Linked DNA regions of Ovis aries: region 1 is linked to region 2. A link is a contact called in public Hi-C data. All regions are on one chromosome and are shown on one strand. Each heading gives the region's core, a stretch centred on a gene start, on an enhancer-like site or on the middle of the called end of the contact. The rest is flanking DNA. Distances are from core to core; before and after follow the strand shown. Region 1 overlaps CMBL (carboxymethylenebutenolidase homolog). Region 2 holds the start of MARCHF6 (membrane associated ring-CH-type finger 6).

Evidence for each region. A called contact is a pair of places that touch in the nucleus more often than the background predicts.
Region 1: a Hi-C map of tail adipose tissue shows a contact between it and region 2, with 2.9 times the contacts expected there. The contact joins the enhancer-like site here to the promoter of MARCHF6 in region 2. A contact is called at or near these places in 8 of 16 Hi-C or Micro-C datasets (blood, liver, muscle and 3 more).

Annotation. Positions count from the first base shown.
Region 1 is chr16:63,063,119-63,068,722 of ARS-UI_Ramb_v3.0, reverse strand. CMBL (carboxymethylenebutenolidase homolog) reads right to left here. Exons shown (of 6, transcript XM_004017085.5): 3 at 5,579-5,604; 4 at 1,824-1,966. Among named protein-coding and RNA genes, the nearest start is that of CMBL, 19 kb to the right of the region's middle. Within about 2 kb of position 2,277, at least 5 of the 54 cell types and tissues checked have an H3K27ac peak or open chromatin away from gene starts, as enhancers often do. A contact at or near this core is called in liver and tail adipose tissue, where this site is marked.
Region 2 is chr16:62,994,552-63,000,876 of ARS-UI_Ramb_v3.0, reverse strand. MARCHF6 (membrane associated ring-CH-type finger 6) reads left to right here and starts at 2,107. Exons shown (of 24, transcript XM_060400570.1): 1 at 2,107-2,132. The coding sequence starts at 2,114.

The sequences.
Region 1 (5,604 bases), core at 1,028-3,527, 68 kb before region 2:
TAAAGAATCTGCCTACAGTGCCGGAGACCCGGGTCCGATCCCTGGCTCGGGAACATCCCGTGGAGAAGGGAAAGGCTACCCACTCCAGTATTCTGGCCTGGAGAATCCCATGGACAGAGGTACAATCCACGGAGAGTCCTTGGGGTCACAAAGAGTCGGACAGGACTGAGCAACTAACACTTTCTCCTTGCTGGAGGCAGGCCAGGGTGACAAGACATCGAGGGTGGACATGAGGAGTTTGATCACGTATCGAGGGTGGAGGACTCTTGCCAAGGACAGAGCCCAAGGTCGGGACCTAGGCAAACAGGACTCACAGAGAAGCCTGACTCAAGGGTGGTCATGGGGAATCCTGATTAGGGAGGGAGGAGATAAAATTTCCCCATTTTCTGTAGCAAAGTTAGGTAACCCGGAGAGCCTCCCTTTAGCTGCAATTCTTCTCTAGAAGAGCCATGGGAAAGAGGGCCATGCTTTCTGCACTATCTTGTTAAGGCCAGGTTGGGTGGCTGGACCGCCGTTTGAGACCCCAGGGCTCTAAGACCAGCTAGGCTCCGCAGTCGGCACTTCTCAGCAGCGACCACGAGGGGGCGTCGGCGAGCAGTCCACACCGGAGCGCCTGGGTGACCAGCCCCATTGCGCACAGCAGCAACTTTACTAACACTTTAGTGTAAATTAACAGGTAAAGGGCTTTTTAAATGCCGAAAGTAAGTGAAAATACCACAGTAAGGAACCATTAAGCTAAATAAGAATCTCTAGCATAACTATGGAATATTCGACTATGAAAAAAAGCCAAAATCAAACGTTTCACATCCTAACTTAATGTTTCTGTACATAGATGTTGAAGCTGAAACTCCAATACTTTGGCCACCTGATGCGAACAGCTGGCTCATGTGAAAAGACCCTGATGCTGGGAAAGATTGAGGGCAGGAGGAGAAGGGGATGACAGAGGATGAGATGGTTGGATGGCATCACCGACTCGATGGACATGGGTTTGGGTGGACTCCGGGAGGTGGTGATGGACAGCGAGGCCTGGCATGCTGTGGTTCATGGGGTCACAAAGAGTCAGGACTGAGACTGAACTGACTGACACAGATAACAACGTTCTTATGTCACTGCTGTGATACCTTTGGTCTGTCTGGATGAAATGTTTATGTTGCTATTTACATTTTAGGGTGGGTTTCCCCTTTCTTCATGTGCGGGTGTTCAGCTGCTCAGCCGTGTCCAGCTGTTTGCGACACCGTGGACTAAAGAGTCCGCCAGACTCCTCTGTCCATGGGGACTCTCCAGGCAGGAATACTGGAGCAGGCTGCCATTCCCTCCTCTAGGGGATCTTCCCAAGCCAGGGGTCAAACCATCTCCTGCACTGGCAGGCGGATTCTTTACCACTAGTGCCACCTGGGAAACCTCTGTGTGTGTGTGTGTGTGTGTGTGTGTGTGTGTGCAGGAGGGCACACATGTATGAGTAGTTGAGAATTCATATCTTAGAAAAAAAATCTTTTCAAAGCTGTGGCTAACAATATTGTTTGATATTAACCTTATCGTGGAAATAAACATTCTCCCCTCCATCCTAGGTGAAAAATTGAGCCCGTGGGCTAGGGGGTTTTCCCAAAGGCACGCTGCCGGGCCCTCGTTTCCTCTGGTCAGCTAGAACATCCACCTCTAGCTTCAGATTCTTAAAACCGTTTCCTGAAGATCAGCACAACATCTCTACACAATTGGGTTTTGTGTTACATTCGAGACCCTCAGCTGGGGAAGCGGCTTGCGGCCATTGTCCCTCAACACCCACTCCGGCTTTCACTGTGTAAAAACACACAAGGCAGATTTACCATAGACGGACACCCCTGCCCTGAGTTCTGGGTATTTCAACATCAGATGATGAACAGCAATTCCACCCCAGCAGAATCCCACGACGCCGATTCTCTTGGCCTGACACTGTTGCTTCAGATACTTCAAGACTGCATCGAACTCTCTAAGAAACAGAAAGGAAAGTCATTCAAGGGGAATAACTGGGTGGTTCAGTGGTTACGACTCAGCACCTCCACTGCCAGGGCCCAGGTTCAATCCCCGGTCAGGGAACTAAGATCCAGCAAGTTGCACAGCACGACCCCCCACCCCTCCCCGCCAAAAAAAAAAAGGTATCGTGTGGCCCCTTGAAAGCGAGCCGGGCAGCAAGTGCCAATGGTTACAGGGCTTTGTCAGCAGCTGTTCTGGGAAGGTCTGAGATTCGTACCTTCAGAGCCCTGCCCTCCTGCCCAGCTGATGAGTAACCAGTGCCCTATCCCCCGGGAAGTCTCCCTGCCAAGCCCAGCCTCTTCCAACCGCCCGACAGGGCGGCACAAACAGGACGAGTTTGAGCAACAGTCTCCCACAGCCTTGGAATCAAAGCCAATGACTGCAGCTCAGCTCGAGGGCCTGATGCAAGTCCTGCCCCAGAAAGCACCTCCAGCTCCTCTCTCTCCTCCCCAGGAGGGCCCAGCCGCAACCAGGAGGCAGCCCCCCAGCCCTGTCTGACCGGGCACCTTCGTGCTCCCTGCCCAGCACTCTAACTCTGCCTCACCTCTTTCCTCTGGTGCCCAGGAGCCCAGCGGTGTTGGGAAAGCCACAAAGACAAGGCAAGCCCGAGGGGACCCGGGACAGCGGCCCTCCTCTCACAAATGGCTCTTTTGCAAACTGGTCATTTGGAACTCATACAACTTTTTTTTTTTTTAGACGCAAGATGCCAAAATGGAGGTAGGGCTGCAAGCCCTGCCCAGAAAGTTCTGCTTGTTCTGATAAGAAAGAAATGCTGTCTGTTTGCAATTAAGGATAAAAAAGAGAACGGGAGAGAGAAAACAATTCTCTTGCACTTTTTTTCTCCTTTAATCATAAGATATCTTGGAACATACTTAAACGTTTGTATCATACCATTCTGGGTGCAAGTAGTTTTCACAATGTTAGAAGGGCAGTAACTGAGTAATTCTGCAAAATGAAATGGAATAAGCCACTGTTTGTGTCATTTTGGGTTTTCTCAAATGCTCTGATCTGAAGAATAAGTGCCTTAATTGGAGGGGACAAGAAGGAAGAGGGCATTTCTGTAAAAATTCTTTAACCGACTCGAGTGACCCTATTTTTGCTTTTGCTGCTGCGAATATTCCCCACTTTCCCAGGAATACCAGGATTTAGCTTTAGACAAATCTCTCTTCCCCATGCTTGGTCCATATACCTTGGGGGCCTTGGTTCCAGGAGTGTAATATGTGACTCAGGCCTGGCCAGTCAGAGTATAAGTGATCTCTGGCCACAATAAATGGTTCAAGGATGGACCTGTGACCCAATCATAACCATCAGGACAAAATGGGAATTTTGCTGGGTTGCTAGGAAAAGAGTCAACAGGAGGCTGGAGCTGCTGCAGCCATCTTGTCATCCAGAGGCAAACGCTGCCCGAGAATGGAGCCAGCATCAGACAAGGGTGTGGAGGTTGAATCCTGGGGATACCTTCTGAGCTACGGATCAACCTCTGCTCAGAGCCAGAAACTACCTCTTTTCAGTTGTCAGCCAACAAATCCCACGACTGCTTAAGCAGTAAGTTCAAGATGGCTTTTCTTTCACACAAAAGACTTGACCAGGCACGAGGACTTCGGTCTACTTTCCAAATTAGTGCTTGCATTTTATGTCTCATTTTGATTGAAAAGGTGCAGTTCTCCTTATCCCCTGTGGAGGGTTCCCTCTGGGCTGCTCTGATGCCCGCCAGAAAGGACCACCCAGATCTGAACTCACAAACGGGAGGCAGCCCTGTGGGCTCTTCCTCAAAATGTCCTAACTAGTCTCTCCAGCCCACCCCCACACGCAAAGCTGAATTTCATAGTCACATCCCAGGCTCTTGGGTTTTCTTGTGTTTTGACTTCTAATTTACTCTTAACTCTTTGCTTATTTTGTTTTCCTTCAGCTTGCAGCTTGAACCCCCGGGAGGGAGGCCTGGAAATGGATAAATGTGTGGGAGCTTGGGTCCCCAGTGATCTCGGGGTCCACCCTGGGGAAGGGAGAAAGCAGGATGGGGACAGAAAGTGGGGAGTGGCACAGTCTCTACAAAAGCCTCACCTGGCTCCTCAGGGAGCTTGGAGCTGGGGTGACCTCTGAGGGTCCCCCAGCTTGGGGCAAGGGAGCCAGGCCTCCGTAGCCCTGCAGTGAGATCTCCCAGGATGGGACGCAAGACAAGGTGCTTCACACCCCAGAGGCAATTCCAAAGGGAGCCGCTGGCCCTGGTCTCCCCCGCAGTGAGACCCTGAGGCTGTTACTCTTGCTGATACGCTCTGGCAAGAGGGGAGCTCCCAGGGCAGCCTGCAGCATCTCCCCAGCCTGATGGACCTGCAGGGACCCGAGGGAGACCCTGGCCTGAGCCATAGAGCGTCACGGCTGCTCTGCACAGGCACCCAGAGAAAGGGTGTCCAGAACCCCAGTGAGCGTGGGGAGGGGGGCCGAGGAGCTGCAGCGGACGGCGGATAGGCTGGGGAGGTATCTTCTGACTCTGAGCAAAGGCTGATCCATAGCTCAGAAGGTATCCCCGGGATGCCCATCTCCACACCTTTGTCTGATGCCAGCTCCATTCTCGGGCCCCTGGGGGCTGGGGGCAGGGGTCAGCGTGGGGTCCCCCAGGTCAGGGGACAGAGGGGCCCACAGCCCGGGGTCAGCTCTAGAGGAGCGGAGAGTCCGGGGACCAGGTGGCCACCGGCAGGGAGCCTTTTGTTATTGCAATTGCCCCAGCCTGGGCTTGGGGGCAACTTATCAAACACGAGGCTCACATGCATGGCAGGACAAAATCCAATGATGGAAGCCGAGGCCTAGGGGTTGGTGGAGTCGTTTGCCCGGGACTCAGGTCTCTAACTCAGGAGGAGCTTGGCCCTGGAGAACATCCCGCCTCTTCCCCCATCTCCATCCTTCACCCTCCAGACAGAGAAGGGATCCGAGGGGCAGCTGAGCACTCTGGTCCTTGCTTCTGAACTGGCTGGAGCCAATTCAATGAAAGGCTGCAATCTGGGGGATTTCCCGTCCCCCACTTTTCTTCCCACTGTTCCCTGGACCCTGGCAAGACAGCAGCCCTGGTCTGGCAGGTCTGGTCTAAAGACCCGCAGTTTCCCCAGGGAGGTGGGGAGGCTCGCTGGGGGAGAACAGCACTCAAGGCTTTGTTTCCAATCCGCTGAGCAGAAACGGGCCTGAGGCTTTCTCGAGTCTCTCTTCTCTGCCTGTTGTTTCAAGCGGTTCTGCAGCCCGAGGAAGAGGAAGGCATGTTGATCTATAGCCCCCAAGAGCCCAAGGGAGAGGGGACCCCAGGGACTTCAAGAAAGCTCCCTCAGCATCCGTGCTATGAAGAATTTCCCAGAAGGCAAAGCAAGTGAGCTTGCTGGTGGTAGGGTGCCTGTGCGGTTCTACCCCTCCACCGCATAGACCTTGTCTTCCTGCCTCAGGAAGGACTCGGTGAGCAGTAGCCTCTAAGGTCCTATGTGATGGAGAAGCCAGACCCGCCCCTCCCTCCAGCCTCTTGCTTCCTGGGTCCCTGGGGGCTCTACCAAGACCGCCATGCCGGCTGGTGACACACTAGTTAACTTACTTATCAATCTTTCTGGCATTTCTGGT
Region 2 (6,325 bases), core at 858-3,357:
TGAATTCTTTCCCACCTTGGGCAACAGGAGTGACTGGAAAAATCAATGGCATTGGTCTTCAAAGGCTTCTGTTTTTCTGGAAGGTCTCCATTATCTTTAATCTAAGTCTCCTGATTGATGAGGCTTGCAGGAAGCAGGGATCTTCCCAATTCCTTCTCTCTCACAGACAGAAAAAGTCTTGCTAGCATTCTTAATTTATCTTTGCAATTCATTTACATAGTCTTTAAAATATATTTTCTTGGGATTACCAATATCTCTAGTTCTACTCAGGCAATTCAAAGATGGTGACATAACTTGTATTTTCTAAATAGATTTTTTTTTTTCCTTTTAAATTGGAGTATGGTTTATTTACAATGTTGTGTGACAGTTCTTCCTTTAGAGTAAAAAGCAGGAATTACAGTGAGGAAAGCTGTGTGCTGATCCAGGCAGGGCTGTCTTTCATCAGGCAGAAGCAATTCACCTCTGGCCAGGTAAACATCCACAGCTCAATATATCAAGCCCTGTGCACAACTTGTCGACTAAAACGATGTAATCACAACCTTAAAATAGTTACCTGGTGGGAATGCTTAGGACTCGGAGCCAGGGAGAAGGCATCTCAGTAGCTTTGAGAAAACTGCTCCAAGGAGGCAGGTGGGAAAGTCAGGCTATATACAAGTTTGCAACCAAGGGAGCAGCTGTCTGATCAAAGATTAGGTTATCAGGTTAAGGAATTTAGCATTCCAGGTATGGGAAGATGCAACCCTCTGGTCGCACTGAGCTCATTCCTTTCACACGCACCTCAGCTATGGGGGGCGGGGTGTCAACTCCGTTTCCTTGTTCACCTTGCATTTCCCCCAGCTCCTGAGCAATCGAGGGCGGGGTTGGGGTAGCAACATCCAGTGGATTGCAGTTTGGGATTCATATTTAGAGGCCATAAATCGCTGATGGCTGTGACACTTAATAACAAAGTGAGTGAAGTCGCTCAGTCGTGTCCGACTCTTTGAGACCCCATAGACTGTAGCCCACCAGACTCCTCTGTCCATGTAATTTTCCAGGCAAGAGTATTGGAGTGGGTTGCCATTTCCTTCTGCTGGGGATATTCCCGACTCAGGGATCAAACCCATGTCTCCCGAATTGCAGGCAGACGCTTTACCATCTGACCCACCATGGAAGCCCCCTTAATAACAAATTCTCACTTCACAGTTTGAACCAATTTCCCTTAGAGGCGGATGTTACAGCCTCCAGCCTAAGTAGTTTATTGAAGCGGTCCTTTCAGTCAAATGAAGAAGTCTCCTGGGGGAGGGATCTCGCTAAAGTTAGGACTTGCCTTTCTCATACTAATGATTTTAGCACTTCTTCAAAACGTGCATCAGAACTGCCCACAGGTGCGGAACAAAAGTGCCTATTCCTGGACCGACTCCAGACACGCGACACCGGAGTCTCGGGCAGGAAGAGGGGAGTGGAGCCGGGCGCAGGACTAGTCTTTTCACAGGCGCCCAGGTAGCTCTTCAGCCCCGGGGCCCGCCTGTGTGGTGCACCGCGGTGCTGCGGCGGGTGCAGGGCTCGCTCCCGCTGCCCTCGTCCCTTGGCTCCGTGCTTTCTCTGTCGCCGCCCCCCCGTCCCCACCTCGGTGTCATTAGAGTTCAGCTCCTTCTAAGGTTTCAGCCTCTCCGACCGCGCAGCCCTCTGGACAAAGCCCAGGTGGCCCGCGGCCCACGACAGTGGCCACCCGACGGCCTGTGGAGGGAGTTGGGGGCTGGGGAAGGAACGTCCCGCAACGCCCCCACGGCCGCCGCCCACTGAGCATGCGCACAGCGGCGCTGCCGGAAGTGACAACACACGTCGCGGAGGCGCCCCGCCCCTTCCGCCCGCACGCCCCGCCCAGGCCTCGCCCCTCCGCTCTCCCCGCCCCTCCCCCTCCCCTCTCTCGCCCGCTTTCTGTCAGCCTCTCTCCCTCTCCCTCTCCCCCCTCTCTCTCTTCCTCTCTCGCACCTGAGCACACGCACCTGCCCGGGCCCGGCTCCGCTCCCTCCTCCTTCCTCCCCTTCCCTCCCCCTTCCCCGCCCCGGCCGGAAGGCTCCGGTCGCGGCCGCTGGAGCCTAGCGGCTGCGTCACCGCCGCCCCCCCAGACAAGATGGACACCGCGGAGGAAGGTAAGTCGGCGGCGCCCGCGCCCTGTGCTTGCGGCGCCCGCGTTCCGGTCGGGCCCGTGCCGGTTCCGTGCGGCGCTCGAGGAGGGCGGCGGGGCCCGGGCGGCGCGTGAGGTGGCGGAGTGGGCGGCGGGCGCCTCCGCTCGGGTCAGGGGCTCGCGGTGACAGCGTCGCGAGCGGGCGGGACCGTGGCGGGGCCGGCACCCGGGCCGTTTGCCCCGCGGAGCAGCGGGGCGCGAGGGGCGGCGGGGAGCCTGCGGGGGACCCGTCGGCGCCTCCAGCCGTTCCCCGCGCGCCCGCGCCGGTCGTGGGCCGGGGGCGTCGGGCTGCGGTGGCCGGCGTGGCTCCCCGACCGCCCCCACTCCGTCCCGCCAGCCCCGGGGGGCGACGGCGCCGTCGTCGCGGCTGGAAGTCTGAGGGGGCGTTTTCTACGTCCTTCTTCCCCCCACCCTGCCACACTCGGTTTTGTCCGTCTTTTAACGTTGCTTCGCCCGGCCGTTCCAGCGGCCCGACCCCTTCGCCATGAAACTTCTTTGTTGACTCTGAAACTTCGCGAAAAACACCTCGCCAGGTGACGGCCAAATGACCCCTATTTGAGGCCCTCGCCCTCTTGCTCGCGTGCCCCCCACCGGTAATTTGTTTACAGACGAGGAAGGAGCAGGCCTAGCGAGGTTATTCGAAGCAGGAAGGCTCTGAAGAGACTCCTTTTGTTTGGGTGCAGTTTATTTTGTGCTCAGCCCCTGACACCGATAAGCAGAGTGTGTGTGTGTGTGTGCGCGTGTGTGTGTGTGCGCGTGTGTGTGTGTGCGCGTGCCTGGTGGGTGCGTGTGCTTTGACACCAGCTGACTCGTAAGCAGAATACAGAGGTGAAGACACAACTGAACATCTGTGGCTATTGACATGCGTTTGCTTTATTCAGTGGAGGTAGTTAGGTTGTTTCTAAGCAATTTTATCTTCCTAGAGTCTATCGAATATTGGGTAAGTGTATAGATGAATTTACTAATTTGTTTCTTGTTTCGATTATCAGTGGAGATACGTTTATGCTTGAGGTCTTATGTGGGGATGTGATAAGCGTCTTTCAGCCTTTCAAATTGTGACTCTTGGTGATTTTAGATGAAGATCGTTGAGGACTGTTCTGGTATGCAATAATTAGTGGTAGAAAATATGATATTGTCCATATATTTAATGAGTGGAGGGGATCAGTGTATCATTTTTTTAAAGAAGTCTTTCCTTGGATAATAAAAGAACCTCAGCCGTAATGATATTTGCATGTTATACTTGACAGTTTACAAAGCATAGTTACATGCCTTCACATTTGATCTTACTAAGAGCCCTGTGGAGTAGGTAGGTATTATTATCTTTTATAGATGTGGAAGTTATTGGTAGTTATTTTAGTTAAAGTTTGTCCAGGTTTCACACCCGATTAAGAAAAATTTGGTATTCTAATTACAAATAATTTTCCTTTCATTGTGTTTTGGATGTTTCTATTATGTACTGTGACTGAAAGGTCATTGCCACAGGAGACTCCTTTGGAAACAGTCAAGTGAAACTGCTGAAATTAAGAATGACTTTTTTTGGACAGGTGGTCCTAGTGTGTAAATTTCGGTCTACATCCATACATCCTTTTGGGTTCAAATTTTAATGACTGAACCTAGTAATACATGTGTTTATTGATTTATCACTTGATATATACCGGCGTCTTTTATTAAGTTCTCATTCTTTGGGCTTATGCACTTAGTACCTGCATACACTTACCATATGATAGTGGTGATTCAGGAATTGCAGAATCTCAGTCTGTGTGGAATTGTGGAAGACATATTTTCAGTGTGCTTCTTAGTGCACTGTGTTTTTTTTTTTTCTTTGTAAAATTATAATCAGGATGAGGTATAAATGATGTTTATGTACTAACTCGAACACTATTCTCTATTGAAATAACTAACATTTACTGAAGGATTGATGTATGGCATGTCCTTCACTAAACATTTTACACACAACTCACATTTTACACACAAACACTTACCGGTAGGTAGCACTCTCTTTTCATAGATGAGGAGACTGAGGGTTAGTATGATTAAGTAACTTCGCCAGCGTCATAACAGGTGACCGATGTCAGAGGCAAGATTCAAACTCAGTCCTGTTGGACTTCGTGATTACGTTCAGACTTCATGTTTAAATTAGATATTTATAAGTGGCTACGCTGTGTCTTCCTGGTGGCTCAGGTGGTAAAAAAATCTGCCTGCAGTGCAGGAGAGCTGGGTGTGATCCCTGAGTGGGCAAGATCCCCTGGAGAAGGAAATTGCTAACCACTCCAGTATTCTTGCCTGGAGAATTCCATGGACAGAGGAGCCTGGCGGACTGTAGTCCATGGAGTCACAAAGAGTTGGACACAACTGAGCAACTTTCACTTCACCTTGTATCCAGTGTTGAGAAAACTGAATTTTTGTCACTCCGTTTATAAGATGAATTATTTACATGATTGGCAAAGTGTCACTTTGCATTTGTTTTATGACACTGTTAGTTATGAAAGTGACTTTTAATACTTCTCATGCCTAATTTTGCAAAATTCCAAATTAGAAGTCTTCTGAAATTTTCAAATTAATGTAAACTTAACTTGAAAAAAGGCTGGAAGGAGTGGGAGGATTACAGATTTCATGAAAAAATGATACAGTGATGATACCAAAAAGCTTGGAAGCAACTTCTGTTTGCTAAATGAGTTACTACAGGTTATTTCTTAAATTAAAAAAATGCAGTTGGATTTTTATCTGATTATAAAAGAAACTTTCTTTTTGTAGGAGACTTGGAAAATATGGCTAAACATAAAGAACATAAAAATTTTTAAAAATCTTTAAATTTTATCACTCATTGTTAATAACACCAAAGACATTGTTTACTCACCTGTTTTTTTTATTACGTTAATATGAATAGATTGTTACTGAAATACCAACCAGCAAATAGTGTTAACTCTTCCATCTCTTTTAAAAATGCTTGTTGCTTTCCCCTAATGGTACCATATATGATGGTATATTCTCAGAATGTTTCATATTTGTAGTAAAAACCTTGAATCATTACAAAATTGATTATTTGCCAGATTTTGACGCTTCATATTTTTGTTTGTTCTGTATTAAAGTGTTCAGTATATTAAATCTTATTTTTGCAAAACCAACAGGTTTATCATCATTCTCATAATACAGGCATGCCTTGATTCTATTGTGTTTCACTTTATTGAGCTCTGTAGATAATGATTTTTTTTTTTAATTGAGGGTTTGTGGCAACCCTGCACCAAGTCTGTAGGTGCTGTTTTTCTAAAAACATTTGCTCACATGTATGTCTCTGTGTCACATCTTAGTAATTCTTTCCGTATTTCCTTTTTTTTTTCCTTTCCGTATTTCAAACTTTCTCATTATTACTGTATTTGTTACAGTGATATGTGATTTACTACTATTACAGTTGTTTTGGGACACCATGAACTGTGCCCACAAAGAGAGCAAACTTAACTGATCAATGTGTGTTTTCTGACTGCCCCACTCAACTGCTGTTGCCATTTCTTTCTTTTCTCCTCAGGGCCTCGCTATTCCCTAAGACACTTGAAATTAGGCCGTTTAATAACCCTGTAATGATCTCTTTTAAGTGTTCAAGTGAAAGAATAGTTGCCTGTCTCTCACTTTAAATCACAAGTTAGAAATGATTAAGCTCAGTGAGGAGAGTACGTTGAAATCCAGGATAGGCCGAAAACTAGGCCTCTTGCTCCAGCTAGCCAAGGTGTGAGGGCAAAGATAAAGTTGTTGAAGAAAAGAGTGCTGCTGCAGTGAACATACAGATGATAAGAAAGGGAAGCAGCTGTATTGCTAATAGAGTCTTAGTGGTCTGGAGAGATCAGACCAGGCCCACACTCCCTGAAGCCAAAGCCGACCCAGAGCAAGGCTCTCACTCTTCAGTTCTCTGAAGGCTGAGAGAATGGAGGAAGCTGCAGAGGAAATGTTTAAAGCTAGCAGAGCTTGGTTCATGAGTTTTAAGGAAAGCAGTTCTCTCTTTAACGGCAAAGTGCAAAGTGAAATAGCCAGATATCTAGAAGATCTAGCTGAGATAATTCTTAAAGGTAGGTCACACTGAAAAGCAGATTTTCAATATCCAGGAAACAGCCTTATATTGGCAGAAAATGCCAACTAGGATTTTAATAGCTGGAGAAGGGAAGTCAG